Regions from separate parts of the Mus musculus genome. Here region 2 is linked to region 1. A link is a contact called in public HiChIP or PLAC-seq data. All regions are on one chromosome and are shown on one strand. Each heading gives the region's core, a stretch centred on a gene start, on an enhancer-like site or on the middle of the called end of the contact. The rest is flanking DNA. Distances are from core to core; before and after follow the strand shown.

Region 1 (5,774 bases), core at 1,651-4,150:
CACCATTTATACCCCTGGATGTGGCGCAGGGAATCGAGTTCAGGGCTACACACATGTAAGCTAGGCAAGCAGTCTGCCAGCTGAGCCACGCCCTCAGTCACTAGGCATACTGCTTCTGTGGAATCATCCTATCTCCTGTCTAACACAGTGTCCCTCCATCCTGGCCTATGGGGACATGAAGTATCCTTGGCTCTGGGGTTCCACAGCCAACACCCAAAGCGATCTCTTCAGATTGCCAGCTTTTTCCCTAAGCCACAGTCTCCTCTGGTATTTTAGATCACAATTCTGCATTCTTTGCCTTCCCTGGACTCTGACCTCCATGTCCTTATGTCAGGTAGCATCCCATCACTTAAACAAAATACTTAAAGACTTGTATTGGCTCCCGGCTCCCAGGGTTTCAGCCCCTCCTCATCGGTCCCGCTGCTCAGGGCCTACATCAGCGCGGACTTCGGGAACACAGCATAGTGGAAGTAGGGGTGGGGGGTCCTCTCCACAGCATCCAGAGAAGCAAAGAAAAACAGGAAAGGGCTGGTCCCAATAGCTCCTCCAACATCACACACCCAGTGACCTAACTTCCTTCCACTGGGCCCTATCTCCTGAAGATTCCACAAACCCCCAATACCATCAAAGGCCAGGGACCAGGTTTTCAACAAACAGGCCTTGGGGGCCATCCAAGCTGCAATGCTAATGCACTTCAATTCAGAAGACTAGAGTTTGTTTCCACTGCCCTCCTGCCTGCAGGGCAGCCTGGAAATTGCTCCCTCCCTAATCGAGGTAACTTCTCTCAGGGACTACATTATTGGGCCACCTGCTTGTCTGAGATCTAAAGAGTTTTCTAATCCATGTGGCTGGGGCTATTATTCTGTTTTTTCTTTTTTCTTTTTTCTGTTTGTTTTTTTCATTTAGTTGTCAATAGCATGTACACAGTTTCATCTCCAAAGCAGTTAATTTTTCATGAGCTGACTCTGGATTCATTTTACCCATACGCCCTAAGGAACTCTCCCTGTCTCTAAATCTTAGTGAATGGGGGAATTGAGTAAGCAATTTTAAGTCCGTCTAGAACTTTCTTCTTCACTGTGTGTTCCTTGATGGATTCTTCTTCGCGAGGGCAATTTGTATAATCTAAGATTTTAACATTTAATAAGATCACGGGAAACTATGGCTTTAAAACATTAAGATATTTCCAAACAGCGATCAATACTGACCAGAGAACAGTGCCTTTTACTGTCTCTGAAAGCAGCCAGTATTCACTAACCGCATTGCCGTGTGACCTTGCTGTTTTAGTAAGGACCATTTTTTAGCCCTCCCGTTAAGGACGCTGCTGTTGGAGAACGCTGGGAATGGTGTCTCATGAAGACAAAGCCCTGGTTTGTTCGGCAGCAACAGCAGTGGGACGTGTAATCCAAGCACTTTGAAATAGAGGCGAGAGGATCAGAAGTTCAAGGATAGCCCGATCTACACGCTGAGTTCTAGGCCAGCTTGGATCATATGTCCAGACCCCTATCTCACAAAACAAAGCAACAGGGCTGGAGAGATGGCCTAGTGGTGAAGGGCACTGACTGGTTTTCCAGAGGGCCTGAGTTCCATTCTAAGCATTCATATGGAGGCCCCAAGCCATTATATAGCTCCAGTGTAAACAGACCTGATAATCTCCCTTTCCTGGCCACCACAGGCACCAGGCCTGTGTGTGCTACAGAAACAGACAGACAGAGAAAAATATCCATATTCATAAAGTGAAAATTAATTTTTTTAAATGACAACAAAAAATTTTGGAGTGATGTTTTCTCCTTTAATGCCAACATGAAAAGGTGGATGGATCTCTGTGAGCCTAAGGCCAGCCTGGTTTAAATAGAGCTTTCCAAGCTAGCCAGGACTACATAGTGAGACTTTGTCTTTAAAGAAAAAAAATTCGGGGCTGGAGAGATGACTCAGAGAGAGGTTAAGAGTTCAATTCTCATGAACATGGCAGCTCACAACTATAACTCCTGTTCCAGGGGCAATCTGACAACCTTCACACAGACACACATGCAGTCAAAACACCAATGTACATAAAATTAAAATAATCTATTTTTTAAAAGTTGCAAGAGATTTTTAAAATTATGCTTCTCACGCAAATTATCAAATTTTTGGAAAATTTTAAGAAAGTATAAAACTGTCAAAGAGTACATTATTCTACCACCAGAAGGAAACAAGTATCTATCTTGCTTTCCAGTCTTCCATGGAATGCTGGTACAGTTGGTAGAGAACAGATATAACCTAGCTCTGCCCAGGATGCTGCTTGCCAGGTGAGCCTCCTGCACTTGATGGGTCATGACGGATGGTCACGGTCTAGCCTGATTTCCTCCAACTTGAAACATCCCTACTAAAGGATAGTGGAAGGCACAGGAGATTCAAAAGACCTTTCAAAGCCCCAGGAGATTGACCCATTAGCTATTTTGCTTGGTGAGAGAGTGTGTTCAAGGCCTACATGGAACTGTACCAACTGGTTAGTGGCTTCGAGAAGCCAGTCTCACCCTTTCATTTGGCCAAAATGGAGTCCAGAATAAAGACTTGCTGAGGAAGACGCGGGAGTACCAAAAGGGTTCTGTTAGAGCTGGCTCTTGGAGGTTCACCCACCGCCCAGTTCTGAGACCCCCTCAAAGACTGAAGTAGGGGCATCAGATGTCCAACCATTCACCGGGCCCAAGGGGGAGCTCTTTTCACGTTGGTACACTGAGGGCTTAAGCTGACCCACTCGTACCCCAAGTGGCACCTTCTGGCATCCGAGGCACCACCCAACTGGCCACAGAGATTCCGCACGCACCCGGAGTATGGAGGTCTCCGTGGGTGTCCCATGGAGTGCGCGGAATCCTCCTCAAGACCTCAAGGACCGGTCCCTTAACAGGAACTGGTTCCTAACTAGTCAATCTATCCCTCCCGCCCGGTCGCTATGGCAACCACTGGCCTAACATTCCAGAGTCCGGCGGCAGGCAACTGGCTAACTAGCCAGGGGTGTCCTCTGTGTCTTTAATGTGAAAAGCTGTTGACCAATCGTTGGAGACGTTTCAAAAACCAACAAAAAAAGCTACCAGAATTTTGGGGTTCGGATTGACAATGCTAAGGAGAACCTGTTAGGCAGGGAACTAACTATTAGGGTTTTTGTTTCTGGGGTTCAGTTCCCTTTTCTTGTTTGTTTGTTTGTTTGATTGTTTCGGTTTTGTTTGGTTGTTGGGTTTGTTTGGTTTGTTGTTTTTGTGACTCATCGAAGGAATAAACCCAAGTGTTCCTACCCATCCATCCACACCCTGAGTGTGAGAGCAGAAAGGTCGATGACATAATTCCCCAAGGGCAACCGTGCAGTATTCCAAGAGCCCCTTACCCGTTTCACCGCAGCCACAGTGCCTAGCCACAGCCCGGCTTAAACCCACCAGCGTCTTCTTTAAAATTATGGGATAGTCCCCTGTTAGAAACTGTCTCCCGCTTGTTCCTCAGATCACATCTCCTGCCACCCACGCCTCAAGAAAAAAAAAAAAAATCTCGCACCGACCCAGTTGGTCTTTGGGCATCTCCCATAATACAATATGGCAGCTCCATCCTCTCTTAAACTCTCCCTCCCAGTTCTACCGCGTTTCCATCGCTGAGGTCTCCCCAATGTCATTTCCTCGTAAAACCTGTGTGATCTCAACATCTCCCCCAGAGGTTGCTGTGCGGCTCTGGACTGAACGGCGCGTGCTGAAAAATGAGCGCGCTGGAAGCTCCACGCGCAGGTTCATGCTCACAGCCGAACCCCTGGGAAACAGCAGCGGGCGGGGGAGGGGTGCGGGGGGGGGGACGGGACTACTAGGATGATTGACAGCCTACCGGGGCTGCTGAGCTGCAGGCGTACCGGGAAATTAAGGACGCAATACAGCCAACAGGTGGGACGCAGGCGCAGGAAAGAAGGGGTACGCACGGTCCCCGAGACGTGTCAGGGCTCTGCTGGGTTTCGATACTGGAGCTACCTGATGGAAGCAGCAGGGGCGCCGCCCGGGACGGTCGGTGGCAGTTAGCGCAGACTGCGGGGGGACACCAGGCGGGCTGCTTAAGCCCAGCCTACTTGTCCGGCAGGTGGAGGTGAGCAGCCATAACTTGGGGACCAAAGCAGCCCGGACTTCTTCCTTTGGCCGCTAGAGGGGACTCCTCCAGGTGAGTGTCAGGTCGCCCCTACGCTTCAAGCGAGCTTGGCGACGCAGCCAATTATTTCAGGATGTCCCGCCCATCCCCTCCCGACAACCACTCGCCTGCGCAGAGGCTTCGCCAGCTTGGGACTGGCAGGCAGTGTAACAAATCAAGTCTCCACCTTTGAAAGCAAAACACTGCAGCCCCTTGGAAACTCGGAGCTGGGAAGGGATCCAAGAGGCTGTACCTAGGGGTGGCACGGAGTGTCCGAGTCGCTTCTCCGGAACCTGGGATAGGTGGATCTAGAAGGAACGTCCCGGGTGAGTCACGGTCATGACTGAGGGAAGGGGTACTTGAAATCAGGCTTGCTGTTTTGATCCCCTAGTATAAATATAGTCTCCCTTGTTGTTGCCAGCCTTGTCAGTTTGGGTTCTGTTGCCTCCGATTTTTTTTTTTTTTTTTTTTTTTTGTCTCTTCCATATTTTCAAGGAGGGTGGGCACGGGTTTGCCTTAATGAAGGAGATGCTGGGCGTTACCAGATGAGGAAGTGGAAGGCCAGTACTGCCGGCTCCAGCGTGCAGGAAATAGCCGGTGCGACTGGCAGGTGGATGGAGGGAGCTCTGTGCTTGGTACTGAAACAGAGGTGTGTCTCTCCGAGAATGTCACCCCTCAGTGCTCAAAAGCCCCGGGAAAGAAAAGCTTGGCATGAAACCGACGTTCTTTGGTCAAACTGAATCGTCAGGTGGTGACAAGACCTCCATGCACGCACGCGGGGGGGCGCGCGCGGACACACACACACACCCTTGTTTTTAGTTACAGCCAATTTCATGGCCGCGAGGCTGTTATGCTCGCTGGAAGACTTGCTCGGTGGGGTTAACGGAGTTATTCATTTAGATGAGGCCGGGGGATTCGAGTGGAAGCAAGCACTTTGTGAATTCTCTTGGGTCAGTGACCATAAACTGTGACTGTGATTGTCAACACTGGCTTGGCTGTGTGCCTCTTGGACATATGTCAGCCTTGGACCAACAATAAACCATCACCAGGCCAAAGTGTGAGCCTTATAAGGGAATGCAACTTACAGAGTCCACGGAGGCTTTGGGGTGATGCTACACGGCAGTTCAAGGAGAATCTTCCTCCCTCTGTCTTTGGGTATTCAGAGCTCTGGGGGTTCCCTGGGTAGAGAGGGGAGTTGAAGCTACTGTTTAAAAGCCAGTGACTCAACACACACACACACACACACACACACAGAGGGGTGCGGTGGGGGGAGACAACCTGCTGTCCTCCCTAGCTGGTTCCCAAGGCCTGTTTGCATTTTCTGACATCCTGTGGGTGGGGCTGGGTATATCTGTTTGTGGCCATGGGTTCTGAGTAAGGCATTCTTTTTTTAAACCACAGTGTATCATGGGCATTACATTTGGTCGAGTGGGCATCTATGCAAGTTACCTTGCCAGGCTCTGAGCTAGGTTTCCAGGAACAGCAGAGGACCTGACAGGTGCCTTCAATCCAGGGCCCCCTCAACTCCAGGCTGGAAGCAGCCCTAGGTCTCTCCCAGGTAGAAGGAGCTCTCGAGCACCCCCATATTAACGATGTCAGGACAGAGATACAGACATTTAACACAGAGTTGCTTTCACACACAT
Region 2 (5,850 bases), core at 1,083-3,582, 100 kb before region 1:
CAGTCCTCCCTCCTTCCCTTTTACTACTGGGATGGTACACTGGCTGTTTCCAGTTTGGGCTACTATGACATAGTGTTATGGACACTCTTATACAAGCCTTTATGACAATAAGCTTTCATTTCCCTTTGGTAAATATTTAGTAGTGTAATGACTGAGTCACAAGCTAGATGTATGTTTTATTTTTATAAATTATTGACACATCTTTCCCCAAAGTGGTTGCATGACTTTATTATACCACATGCATCATTTATCACTACCGTGAGTGTGCGTTCTAGTTGCTCCATGGCCTTGTCAACATTTGGTGTTGTCAGTCTTTGTTAAGCTTCTGACTAATGTGTCCTGGCATCTCGTTGTGGTTTTAGTCCACATCTCTGTGACTAGGAGCCTTTCTCCCCATGGATGCAGCTCCTTGCCAATCCTCCTGGTAAAGCAAGCAGAGCCCATGCTCTCTTGGAATGTGGCAGCTTTGCCTCTGTCTCTCTGACTACTGCACACAATGAGCAGGAGCCACTCTCCAGAAAGCCATCTTTACTCTAAAGAAAGATGCATTTGCTGTGATTGTGGGCAGCTTCTGCTGGGAGGCCATCTGGCTTCAGATCCAAGTCTCAGCCTGTGCCTGCTGGCTGACAGTAGATGAACCACAAGACTTGTAAGTCTTTCTGTCCCCAGATCCATGCCTGGCTTTGTTGTGATTTGATTGACCACCAGTAGCTCTTATCGTATATAACTTTCTCACCATCTTCATCAGAAACTTATATACTATTGCTTTGTTAATATTTAATTTTTTATTATTATTAAAATGTACATGTGTCTGTGTGTGCATGTAGGTATAAGCATATGAGCACAGCTTTCCTTGGAAGCCAGAGTCATTGGATTCCCCCAAGTCTGACGTTATAAACAGTTGTTAGCCACCTGATGTGGATGCTGGGAGCCAAACACTGGTCCTCTGGAAGAGCAACAGGTGCTCTTAACTGCTGACTCATCTCTCCAGACACCTATATTATTATTGTTGAGAATTAAAAGTATATGGTTGCCATAGCCTGCACCCAGAAAACTATTGTTAATACACAGTACATACTTCCTACAGATTTTTTTAAAATATAGTTGACACCACAATCAGTATACAATTTAATATTCTTCTTATATTTAAGTCTACACCACTGATATCTTCCTGTGTAGTTATATGTTTTTATGGTTTGTTTTTAAAGTTGACTAATTAACTAGCTAACGTATTCATTTGCTGTGACAGGCTTTCACTGTGTAACCCTGTCTACTCCAGACCTGACTTTTAGGCCAGGCTTGCCAGCAATTCTCAGAGCTCCACCTGCCTCTGCTTCCTGTGTGTAGGGATTAAAGATGTGCACCACTCTGCCTGACAAGTTATTTTATTTTATTTGACTTTTTGGTTTGTTTGAGAAAGGGTTACATATAGCCCAGACTAGCCTTGAATTCACAATGTAGCAGAGAGGCAGACCTTCAACTCCCAAGTGCTGAGACTACAGGCCTATGTTACCACATACATTTTTATTTTTGAGCTAGGCTCTTATATAGCCCAGCTGTCCTCAGACTGGCTAGGTAGCACAGGCTGGTCTTGAATTGACAATCCTCCTGTCTCAGCCTCCCAAGTACTGGAACCACACATATATGTTGCCTCACCAGGCTTGAAGCTCCGCCATTGAAGGCTGTCATTTGCCTGCAGCAGACACCACATACTTGCTCATGCTCAAAAAGGGTAATGAAGTATCTACATCTGAGAGCAGAGTCTCCAGAAACTGACTCAGATCCAAGGGATCCTGGGTGAGCATCAACCCCTTAGGATATTTGAAGGGCCTCTGATAAATATTCCAAATTACAACAATGATGTTAAAACATAGCATTTTGATTTTCCTTGACTATAAAAAGAATATATGTTATGACAAAGGAAATTGAAAGCACTTCCCGGAAGTGGGTGGCTGACCTTCCCCAGCGTAGGCTGTGGGCTTCCACACATACACTAACACACAGGCATTAGCATGAGAGTGGGAGGGTGCTCTAGAGCTCTCCCACACCCTGTTCCAGACCTGGGTCCGCCCTGCTAGTCATGTGACCTTGGGCAAGGTAACTAGCCTTGCTGCTTCCGGGGCTCAAAGTTTTCAGTCAATCTTTTTTTTAAAGGATTTTCCCCCACAAATGAAAGATCTCTTCTTGAAGCTAGTTGGACATACCCTCTACTGTGAACCCAGAGAACCGCTGTGCGGCCTCCCTGGTGGACAAAAGGCAAGGCTGGGACCCTAAGGTTCTTACCTTGTGGACAGTGACTCACCCGGACAAATGCAGAATTGCATGCATGACCCATGGGGATGGGTGTCTCATGCCAAGTTACCTAACACTTACCCTGCTAGGTGTGGCTACCTGGGGACAGGTGGGTGTCTGGGTGTCACTCATTGACAGGAGACACCAGCCACAGTCATCATGTTCCTGCTGAGAAGTATGGGGGGATCACCCCAGCACCTCCTAGTAAGCAGATACCTTCTCCTGCATGAGAAGTCAAATTGAGGCTGCTCACTGGGGGACAGCCACAGCTGGGCTTGCAAATGACTGAGGAGTAGGCTACCTGAACCTCGATCAAGCCTCCCCCCCCCCCCCCCCCCCCCCGGTCTGCTCACCAGACAGACCTCAGTCACCCATGGAGTTGTCTTTAGCTGTGTGGCTTAATTTTAGTCAGTGCCACTAAGAGAAGCAACGGTCTTGGGTGACACTGAGTCCCAAGGTGCTCACTCTTCTGGTGTTTGCAGACTCTGCAGGGCTCTCTCCCCCAGGAGGAGGGGCCCAGGCCACATGTTTGGTTATTTATTTACCTATCTGCACATCTGCCCAGGGTTCCAAGATGACTCATTTCAAGAGAGGTGTATCAGATGGGCTGACTTCCAAGACAGGGAAAGAAAGACCTGAATCTCAGAATTACCTTCAAAGTTACTCTGAGGCAGGATACCTCTCTCCCCTCCTCTCCTCTCCTCTCCTCTCCTCTCCCCTCCCCTCCCCTCCCCTCCCCTCCTCTCCTCTCCTCTCCTCTCCTCTCCTCTCCTCTCCTTTTCTCTCCTCTCCTCTCCTCTCCCCTCCTCTCCTCTCCTTTTCTCTCCTCTCCTCTCCTCTCCTCTCCTCCCCTCCCCTCCCCTCCCCTCCCCTCCCCTCCCCTCTTCTCCTCTTCTCTCCTCTCCTCCCCTCTCTTCTCCCCTCCTCTCTCCTCTTTTCTTCTTCTCATCTCCTTCCCCTCTCTTCTCTTCCCCTCCCCCTTTCCTCCTCTCCTCTCCTCTCCCCTCCCTTCTCTCCTCTCCCCTCCCTTCTCTCCTCTCCTCTCCCTTCTCTCCTGTCCCCTCCCTTCTCTCCTCCCGTCTTTACCTCTCCCCCTGAGCTTCCTCCCAGAAAACCTCACTAACTCTGGCTCTCTCTGTGTGTTTTCTATAGCTTGGTCTTTGGATCAGAGTGACTCAGGGTGAGTCTTCCTTCGGGAAACCCCCACAGGCCCAGCATGCCCCGTGGAATCCCAGGCGCTTGGCTAACTTTCTAGAACCCCGGTTTCCTAATCAACGAGATGAGATGCTTCCTCTTGGGGTGGTGTCGCAGGATTTCAATAAAGCCGCGTTGCACATCAGGCCTGCCTGCCACTGGGCCTTTGCACATACCATTCCCTTGTTCTGAGGCACCCTTCCCCTCCGCCCACCGTGACCCCGGCTCCTCAATTTGGTTAACGCCCACGATCCTTCCTGCGTAGCTTCAATGCCATTTCTTCAGAGAACACTCCAGCCTAGTTCAGTGCCCAATTAAAAGCACGCACAGTCCTTTGTACTTTTCCTCCCTGGCCTTCTGCCAGTTGTAATTTTGGAAACTCTACGTTTCATGTCCTCCGCCCGGGGTCAGATCGGAAGCTCCAGAATGATGGCTGAGACTCTGTGTCTCACCGTCTACCTGAGCTCCTCACACAGGCCTGACACCCCATGGACCCTTGGGAAACTGTACAGTCCTTGCCGTGGCCTGGGAGATGGCGGCCTGTGGTTACAAACCCTTTAACATACAGGAGAGGCCCTTGTGCTTAGCACCTTGCTGGATAAGGATTATTAGACCAAAGCCAGGGCTAACTAAGGCCTCAGTGTTCAGGTGCTTCTGAGCTTCCTTAGGACAAGTCGGGGTTCAGTCAGTTCCCTGATTTAGTGGTCAGATTAGGGGTGAGCAGGCTCAGACAAGCCAGTTCTCAGCTCAGACCCCTGGGGCGTGCCAGCCCTGTGCCTCACCCAGGTTGCTAGGGCCACAGCACTCGCAGGTTGCTACATGCCTGGCCAGAGGCAGTGCGCTGCTCCCTGGACACAGCCCGGCTGCCAGCCTTCCACCTTAACTGAGGACTCTCAGGCTGGGGAGCACCATTCTCTGGACTTAGGCCATCAGGGAAGGTTGGGACCTCCCACAGGCCCAGCCCAGTATGCTAGGACCTCTTTGTCCCTGTGTTCCTGGGAGTCACATTGAGAATAAAGAGAAAGCCAACAGCAGTGGCCTGCAATGGCCACTCTTCATCAAAGCTTAGAGCATGCCAGACGCCTGTGCTATATACACCAAAAACTCTCAGCACTGAAAGAGGGCCTACTGTGTATCAGGCCTACATAAGACTCTTGGGTTACAGTCATGAGTGAAAGCTCCAAGCTCTGCACTCATGTAGCTTATAGCTAGAGACAGAGAAAGCCAAAGAAAGCAACTCATGAGAGGGTCAGGAGGTGGTAAATGCCATGGCTTAGGTTGGGGTGGGGAGCAATATGGGGCTAGGTGGCATAGCCCTGTGATTTTAGCCAGCCTGGTCAAGAAAGGCCTTCTCCCTCCATCTCAGAAAGTGGCCTGATACCACTGCATATAATCATCGTGTGTGTGTGTGTGTGTGTGTGTGTGTGTGTGTGTGTACATGTCTGTGTACACACTTGTATGTAGCAGTCAGAAGTTGATGTCAAGTGTCTTTCCTGGCTGCTCTCCAACTTTTTCTTTTCTTTCTTTCTTTCTTTCTTTCTTTCTTTCTTTCTTTCTTTCTTTCTTTCTTTCTTCCTTCCTTCCTTCCTTCCTTCCTTCCTTCCTTTTTTCCTTCCTTCCTTCCTTCCTTTCTTTTTTTTTTTTGACACAGGGTCTCTCACTACACTCACCCATTAGGAGGCTGGGCAGCCAATGAGCACCAGAGATTTGCTCGGCCCTACCTCAGCACTGGGGTTATAGATACTCAAAGGTCCTTGGGATCCAGACCTGGTCCCCTGCTTGTGTGGCGGTTGCTTTAGCAGCTGAGCTGTCTTCACAGCCTTCCCGGTAACCTCCTTAACTCCTGAAGTCATTGCCATTACCTTCTCATGGTCTGGAGGAGAGGACTGAGGTCCAGCAAGGAACAGACCTGCTTAGAGTATCTCTGCCTGTGAGGTCAGACAGAGCCCCTAATGTCAAACCCAGGCCTTTCTAATGTCAAAGCCTTAACTAGCCAAAAGGCCCTGCTCCTGTACTGAGGCCTGCCATGGGCCTAGGAGCACACACCCTCTAGGACCCAGAACTGTGTTCAACACTCCATATGTGTTGGGGGAAAGCAGTTATCCAAGAGCCACTGTAGAGTCTCCTGGGGCCTTGGTGTGTTCCTCCTGGACATGTGTCTCCAAGTCAGACCTGTTTGGGCTGAACAGCCCAGCCCCTGAAGAAGTTCTTTTGTGCTTCTCAAAGGGCCTCACAAGAGAGAGAGAGAGAGAGAGAGAGAGAGTTCACCACCCTCACATTAGTGCTAATTCGGGGCTGACTTTCCTATTCAGCCAGTGACAAAGCCAGGTGTTTGCACAAGGCCGGAGGAACAGGACCACACGC

Evidence for each region. HiChIP or PLAC-seq counts read pairs in DNA pulled down with a chosen protein or histone mark.
Region 2: an H3K27ac HiChIP or PLAC-seq map of embryonic stem cells shows a contact between it and region 1, with 6 read pairs. The contact joins the enhancer-like site here to the promoter of Stpg1 in region 1. A contact is called at or near these places in 5 of 39 promoter capture datasets (the 3T3-L1 cell line, 3T3-L1-derived adipocytes, the C10 cell line and 2 more), 2 of 15 datasets of contacts at CTCF or cohesin (CD8 T cells and embryonic stem cells), 3 of 484 Hi-C or Micro-C datasets (embryonic stem cells and uterus), 10 of 115 datasets of contacts at active chromatin or transcription factors (acute myeloid leukemia, embryonic stem cells, intestinal villus epithelium and 3 more) and 2 of 9 other capture datasets (adipose tissue and embryonic stem cells).

Annotation. Positions count from the first base shown.
Region 1 is chr4:135,493,113-135,498,886 of GRCm38.p6, reverse strand. Stpg1 (sperm tail PG rich repeat containing 1) reads right to left here and starts at 2,900. Exons shown (of 9, transcript NM_030189.3): 1 at 2,741-2,900. Nipal3 (NIPA-like domain containing 3) reads left to right here and starts at 4,309. Exons shown (of 12, transcript NM_028995.4): 1 at 4,309-4,457.
Region 2 is chr4:135,596,178-135,602,027 of GRCm38.p6, reverse strand. No RefSeq gene overlaps it. Among named protein-coding and RNA genes, the nearest start is that of Grhl3, 25 kb to the right of the region's middle. Within about 2 kb of position 2,332, at least 22 of the 459 cell types and tissues checked have an H3K27ac peak or open chromatin away from gene starts, as enhancers often do. A contact at or near this core is called in embryonic stem cells and intestinal villus epithelium, where this site is marked.